2 separate regions of the Gossypium hirsutum genome follow, and region 1 is linked to region 2. Evidence: chromatin contacts called from public Hi-C data. All regions are on one chromosome and are shown on one strand. The core of a region is the stretch at or near the end of the contact, and the rest is flanking DNA. Distances in the headings are between cores, read along the strand shown.

Region 1 (3,558 bases), core at 603-3,102, 180 kb before region 2:
CTATTTTGAATGAAAGCGTTCAAATTTGTGAATATTATAAACTTTTTATTTTCAATTAAAAATTGGCAGCTGTATTTCATTATTCTCAACCAGCTCAACTCCCATCGTTTAACACTCAAATCAAACCGTCCAAATTACTTTAAAAAGTGACCTTACTTGTCACATTGAATTTAAAATTACTTTAACCATTGATATTTTAATATAAAATTTCTATTTCTCACTTTCCTTTTTATAATAATTGTTTTTATACGAGGTTGAGAATTGTTTATAATTTTTTTTAACTCATAAATAAGAGGATGATGCAAATCCTACATTAACAACAATGCCTATGTCAATCAAACTAAAACTCAATTAACCAATAACAATGTGAAATTAAATCAATTCCTTTTTGCAATTAAAATTAAATATTAAGAATAATTCACACAAAATTGAAAATATTTTTTAAATATGTTTTTTTCCAAGACTTTTCCGTGTAAGATTTAAGAAGGAATACGATTCAAATTTTACTTTTCAATACTTAATATTTTTTTTTGTTTTTTAATTTAAATTTAAAGAATTAAATATTTATTTAAGATATAATATCTAATAAATTCGTAATTCAAATTTCGAATATATAATTTTTATCTTCAATGGTAATTTTTTTCCTTAAAATAGGGTTAAAAGATAAGAAGATTTGTCTTTGGCAATATTTAAATAATATTAAATATTAAATTATGTAAAAAATATTAAATATTAAATATTAAATATTAAATTAAAGGTTGAATTTACGGCAGCACACGCCAATATTGAATGACCCAACTATGACACGCTCCCCTTCAAGACGTGCGCATTTTTATATGGGTTAATTCCATCATGATCCTTAAATTATGATCTTAATTTTAAATTGGTCCCAAAATTTGAAATATTCTGATAAAGTTCATATTAATCAAGTCCTTCTGCTAGTCTAGGTATCAACTTGAGAATTAAAGTCGGTTTGGATTTAATGTAAAGCATATTTAAATTATGTCGATAAGATTTTAAACATGTGTCCACCTATTGTATTAAGAAGTTTGAATCTAATGTGTTAAAATCATAAGGGCCATCTTTTTATTTTTAATGTTTAATCCAAATTGTCCATGCAATATGGATATACATGTTTTAAATATGCTCCATGTTAGATCCAAGCCAATATTTAACTCCTAAGCTTACAATTAAGTTCCTAGAAGGCTTTTATTGAGTGGTTTTCGACTCATTCACACAGAGTCGACAAATCCCTCAACAAGTGTGGTATTATTCCAAGTCAGGATTTTATCCCCCGATTCTGTTGAAAGCCGCACAGAGTTCATGTAGTGAGAATGCCTCGTTGAATTGAGCCATTCATGACACACGACCACTACCAAGGAAATAGTGCCCATTTTCCATTGATAGAGTTTGAACCCCAGCCCTAAATGGCATTTAAGGGCACATATGCTACCACTTCTTCTGGTTAGATCAACTGGTACCATCCCTTTCTCACAATGACATATATGCCATAAGTCAGGGGTACCCTACTAATGTCCATCCCCACAAAGCATTCTCGCTTTATGAACTCGTGTTCCAAGCAACCTTTTCAGACACTCAGGCTCTCTGTAGAATTAGAGAACAAAATCCCAACTCAACCCAAGGACAATACCAACCTGTTGAAGGGTTTATCACTTCCAAATGGGCAACATTTTGAAGACTTATCTTAAAGGGGTCAACGTTTTGTAGATTAAAGATCAATTTAGAATCAGAGATATAGTTTAGGGATGTCTAGTAAAATTAACCCTTACTCTCTTTTTTTAAGTCTAAATTGGTTGTAAAATATTACGGTCTGACTTGAACCACCCTCTCTCTTTCCACTGCCTTTCATATCTTCTTCCTCTGTATACATATATATATACACACACATATATGTATGTAACTCTGTCAAAGCTTCAAATCAGCCATAGCCTCTCATAATTTCCAATAAAACCCAATACTTAGAAACCTTTTTATTTTCAATCTTCATTATCAATGGAGACCAAGTCTCGCACTCTAGAGATCACAGTTTTATCAGCAGAAGACCTGAGAATCGACAACAAACCGGTGAAAAAGAACGCGTACGTCGTCGTTTCTGTCGACCCTTTCAACAACAAGGCGACCAAGGTCGACGGAGAAGGAGGTAGCTATCCTTCGTGGAACGACAAGCTGGTGGTGGAAATACCGTCACAGACGCGGTTTGTAACCCTCCTAGTCAAATGCAAGGGGTCCAGAGGAGAAAAAACGGTGGGGTTAGCAAGGATACCGGTGACGGATTTCGTCGGAGGGTATTCGCCGGCGGCTTGTTTGCAGTTCTTGAGTTACCGGTTAAGGGATCCCAAGGGATTGAAGAATGGGATTATTAATGTTTCGTTGAGAGTGAAAGAGCCATTGCAGGATTGTTCTTCACAGGCTGCTGGTGGTGGTGGTAATGCGGCGGCGATAGGGATGGGAATTCCCATTGATGGACGAAGAGATTATGGTGTGGTTACTGGGATTCCAATATGGACGGGTTATCCATCTAATTCGTTGTATTAAATGATCGATAGTTGTAGTGATTCAATTCAAGTTGTACAAAAAGTACACAAACATATTCCAACAATTTTGTTTAATCCAATAAAAAAAAATCAATTAATTCTCTTAATTCAATTTTGAAAGGTTAAATCATGGATTGTCATCCAATGTAATAAAAAATAGAAGAGTTTAATTAATTTTTTTTGAGTTGACTATAAGATTCAATTCGGTGTGAATTAAATCGAGGGACCTTTTTAAAATTTACTAATATTTTAAGTTTGGGAGTTTAAGTCTATTTAGTCGAGTATTTTTTTTATTTGGACCATTTTTTATTCGAATTAAGTGAGTTTTAGTTATTAACTTTTTTATGATCAAATTATATTTAATTAATTTAAAATTTGTGTTAATTGAGTTGAGGTTTTGGATTCTGAGTATAATATTAATTGGTTGTATTTGTAGAAGCCAAGATTAAACTAGTTTAAAGATATATGTCTATATATAAACTCTGTGCACCAATGATTTAGACTCGGTTTGTCATTAAATTTATTTTAGTTAAATATTGCTATTAATTTATGTAAATTATGAAATATAGTTTATGTATTTTGATTTGGTGAGCATAAAGATAATTAAGTAGTTTTTGCCATTTAATTCGCAATAACATTTTTTTTTCGATAATTAAGTAGTTAGGGGTTGGAGGGGTCTCCCCTAAAATGAAAAAAAAAATTCATTTAGACTCTTTAAAATTTTAAAATTAATAAAAATAAAATTACACTTTGACCCTAGAGGTGTTCATGGGGTGGGCCAGGCCAGGTTTGGATAAAATTTTAGGCCCAAACCCAAAAAATGGGCCTAAAATTTTACCTAAGCACGACCCAGATAAAAATGCTAAAACTCGAGCCTGACCTGACTCAGATAAAAATACATTAGAAATGCTAAAAAATTAAAACAAATATTTCTCAACAAATTAAAATAAATTTTAAAAAATATGTATACTTAATTAACACTAAGATAGATGCAACTTAATAA
Region 2 (3,620 bases), core at 136-2,635:
GTTTTTTCAATCAAAATGAAAAAGAAAACTAAAAGAAAAAGGAGACGAACGATTTTTCTCTTCCAGTTCAAGGTGTAATTAATTTAAAAATTTCCAGTTCAAGTTGACATTTAAAATCCATTTAAACTGTCACGTAGGGTTGACGTTAGGGAGGTAATAAATATTAATGGCAGAGTGACCACCTTATAACAAAACGATAACATAAGTGACTAAAATGTAACATTTTAAACATAAATGACTAAAATATAATCTGAGGCAAACAAAATCAACTATTTTTATAATTCACCCTTATAAATTTTACAAGAGAAAGAAAGAAAATGTGAAAGAGAAAAACGAACTCTAACACTACGTGAAATCAATGATAATTTTTGAATCACTAATTTCTTAAGCGTAATTGATTAAATAAAAATTTAAAATAGATTAAATATTTAAAAATTGTATAAAAATAATTTTCTTTAACATTTGCTTTACAATAATTGGGTTAAGATAACATTGGGTCAATATGAGTCAACTATTTCTTTAAAAACAATTTATCAATCGATTTGATTTGGATTATTTCATATTAAGTTGCTTTTAGATTAGGTAATTTTAGGTTCAAATTCAAGTCATTTTCTAGTTCAAGATATTGACTTCACTCGTCCAATCATACTAGATTGAACTCAACTTTGAGTGAATCAGATTAAAATTCTTTTTCCCAAAAGTTTACAAGCACAAAACCATTAAAGTATAAGTATAAATACATATTTGAGTAATTATTTTATGTAGAATCAAACTGTTATAGCACAAATAGAATAAAAACTAGAATAAAGAATTAAATTATTACAGTACAAATAAAAAAAAGACAAAAAAGAAATTGTTTAAGAGGGTCGAGATAATGTTATAAAATTTGAAGAGGCCAAAACTAAAAATCTTGTACTAAAAAAACACTTACATTAAATTTTTAATTTTTCAAAAAGATTAAAATTATAATCCTTTTATTCAATCAAAGATTAAAAATAATTAAATTGAATTTTTTAATTTTGAGAAAGGTCTATAAGACAATTTCACATTTATCCCAAGGAGACCACGACTCGTACTTGTCCTTTTACACAAACTAATATCTGAATCAATGCATATAATAAATTAACTAACTGAACAAAAACTCACACATAATAACTTTGAATACTTCATTTTAATTTAATTGCACATTATAAATCTGAAACCCGAATATTATAAACCAAGCCTTCCTCCATTGTTAACCAAGCCAAAATTTCTTTAACAATATTAAATTTTAAATTCAAATTAAAAGTGATAATATTCATAGCCGACACTAATCCGAAATACTACCATTAAGGCAAGTTGTACTAACCCTATTTAGAACAAGACATCATTATAAGTACGCCTTACCTGGGACTTATCAAAAAACATCTCACTTTTAAAAATGTTTGATAGAAGTGGATAAGATCCTCCATTAATCCTACTCTCTTCCACCTCCTCAAAAACTATCCATAAATGCTCTCAAGTCCCTTCATTCAGAAACTTCCCTTTTGTCTCATCTTCTTCACCAAAAACCCATCATATTTTTGGCCTTAAATGGGTGCCAACATATCTGGTGGTGGTTCAATTGACGGCGATGCAACCGGTCCTCCATTAAGGCCAAGACTCGATGACATACCAGAGAGCTGCGCCGCCTTAATTTTAGCAAGGTTAAACCCACCGGAGATTTGTAACTTGGCACGTTTGAACAGGTCTTTTCGTAGTGCTTCATTGGCTGATTTCATATGGGAATCGAAATTGCCATCAAATTATAAGTTGATTGTGGAAAAATTGTTTGTTGAAGAAGATAGAGATTTGATGAATTTGAAGAAGAAAGATGTTTATGCTAGGTTGACCAAGCCTATCCCTTTTGATGGTGGCACAAAGGTTTAAACATTCTTCCTTTTATCTCCATTTTTCAAGGTTATTGGCTGGATGAACCAGTTGAACCGAACGGGTATTGAGATAGAGAAAAGGAAAAAATAAATTGATCTGATTGAACTTATGGATCGATTAGATCGTGAACCATTAGCCTGATCGGTTGGACTTTTAATCCTGCCATGTTTACGGTGGGATTTGAGCTTGTAATGATCTAACAATGGTGGGTTTTTTTCTTTGGGTATTTGCAGGAGATATGGTTGGATAAGAACACAGGTGGGGTTTGTTTATCAATGTCTTCTAAGGCGTTGACAATTACAGGGATTGATGATCGGAGATATTGGAACCATATTTCCACCGAGGAATCTAGGTGTGTTTATCATTCAACTATTGTTCTTGTTCTATGTTTTTCTTTTGGGATAATTCCAACAAGGGTTCGTAAACAATGGCCTTGGTTCTAAATTGGTCCTAAACATCGTCTTGAAAGTATCAATTTTGGATCTGTATGATCCTTCCATCAGCTTCTCCTTCAGTTTAGGTGTTGATTATCAGTCAGATTTCATGCGGAGCATTTTTAAAATATGTGATCAAATTGTAAATATAGGTGTACTTTTATGTAGTAGGCACACGATGTTGCAATTTAACTACATGTTTTATGTATGCTTCAAGCTAAATCTGAATACTTAGAGGACTCAATTAGAATATAGCAGGGATGAGTGTAGAAAAATATCTTTTGAGGGTAAAATCAAATTATAAATTTTTTAGGCGAATATGAAAATTTACCACGGTATACTTTAAAAATTTGTAACCTCTAAAGGGACCTTATAACAAATTTTATTAGTTTTGGGGACCTTATAACAATTTTACCAGTTTCTGGGGATTTAATCGTTTTTCTGTTTGGTCATATTTCTAGCTCAAATCCTTCCCTTTAATTTGGTCTTCACTTGCAGCTATCGAACAGTAGCCTACCTCCAACAAACATGGTGGTTCGAAGCCGACGGAGAGCTCGAGTTTCAATTCCCCGCCGGGACATATTCCCTATTCTTTAGACTCCACCTCGGGAAATCCTCAAAAAGACTCGGCCGTCGGGTTTGCAACACCGAGCACGTCCACGGATGGGACATAAAACCGGTCCAATTCCAACTAACAACTTCGGACGGCCAACATGTCTTATCTCGGTGTTATTTAGACAATCCAGGGAGTTGGGTTCTCTACCATGTCGGAGATTTCATAGTTGAGAACTCTAATGCGTTGACAAACATCAAATTTTCATCGACTCAAATTGATTGCACTCATACAAAAGGAGGCCTTTGTGTTGATGCTGCATTTATATACCCCAGTAGTGCTAGAAAACAGGTTAAATTGTGTTCATGAGAAAATTAAGAGGTCTAAAACTGTAAATACGGTAAATCTAGGTTGTTTTTTGATAGCTCTAGATGTTGTGGTTATTATTATTTTCCTCAAATAATAACAAATTTTGCTGCAATGATTATTTTTTTGTTTTGTAATGTTACAATAGGAACTTGAAACTATGTTGTTAATTGGTGGTGTTTGAATTAAAACTACTTGAATTGGTTTTATAGTATAAATGTATTGCATGATGATGTTCAAAGAAGATATGCTTTGTTAGACAATCTGTATGATGTGTCAGTTTCTTTTTTATATTCAAAGCCACGAACTCATACATGAATTATAAAACAAACATAAAGAATCCAAAAAATTAATTG

The links. Hi-C and Micro-C count contacts between places; a contact is called where the count stands out from the background.
Region 1: a Hi-C map of leaf shows a contact between it and region 2, with 2.6 times the contacts expected there. The contact joins the promoter of LOC107945649 here to the promoter of LOC107945642 in region 2. A contact is called at or near these places in 2 of 34 Hi-C or Micro-C datasets (both in leaf).

What each region holds. Positions count from the first base shown.
Region 1 is chrD12:39,774,799-39,778,356 of Gossypium_hirsutum_v2.1, reverse strand. It overlaps LOC107945649 (BON1-associated protein 2), which reads left to right and starts at 1,852. Exons shown (of 1, transcript XM_016879730.2): 1 at 1,852-2,662. The coding sequence starts at 2,014. The coding sequence ends at 2,556.
Region 2 is chrD12:39,596,202-39,599,821 of Gossypium_hirsutum_v2.1, reverse strand. LOC107945642 (F-box protein PP2-A13) reads left to right here and starts at 1,385. Exons shown (of 3, transcript XM_016879724.2): 1 at 1,385-1,902; 2 at 2,145-2,263; 3 at 2,844-3,425. The coding sequence starts at 1,573. The coding sequence ends at 3,267.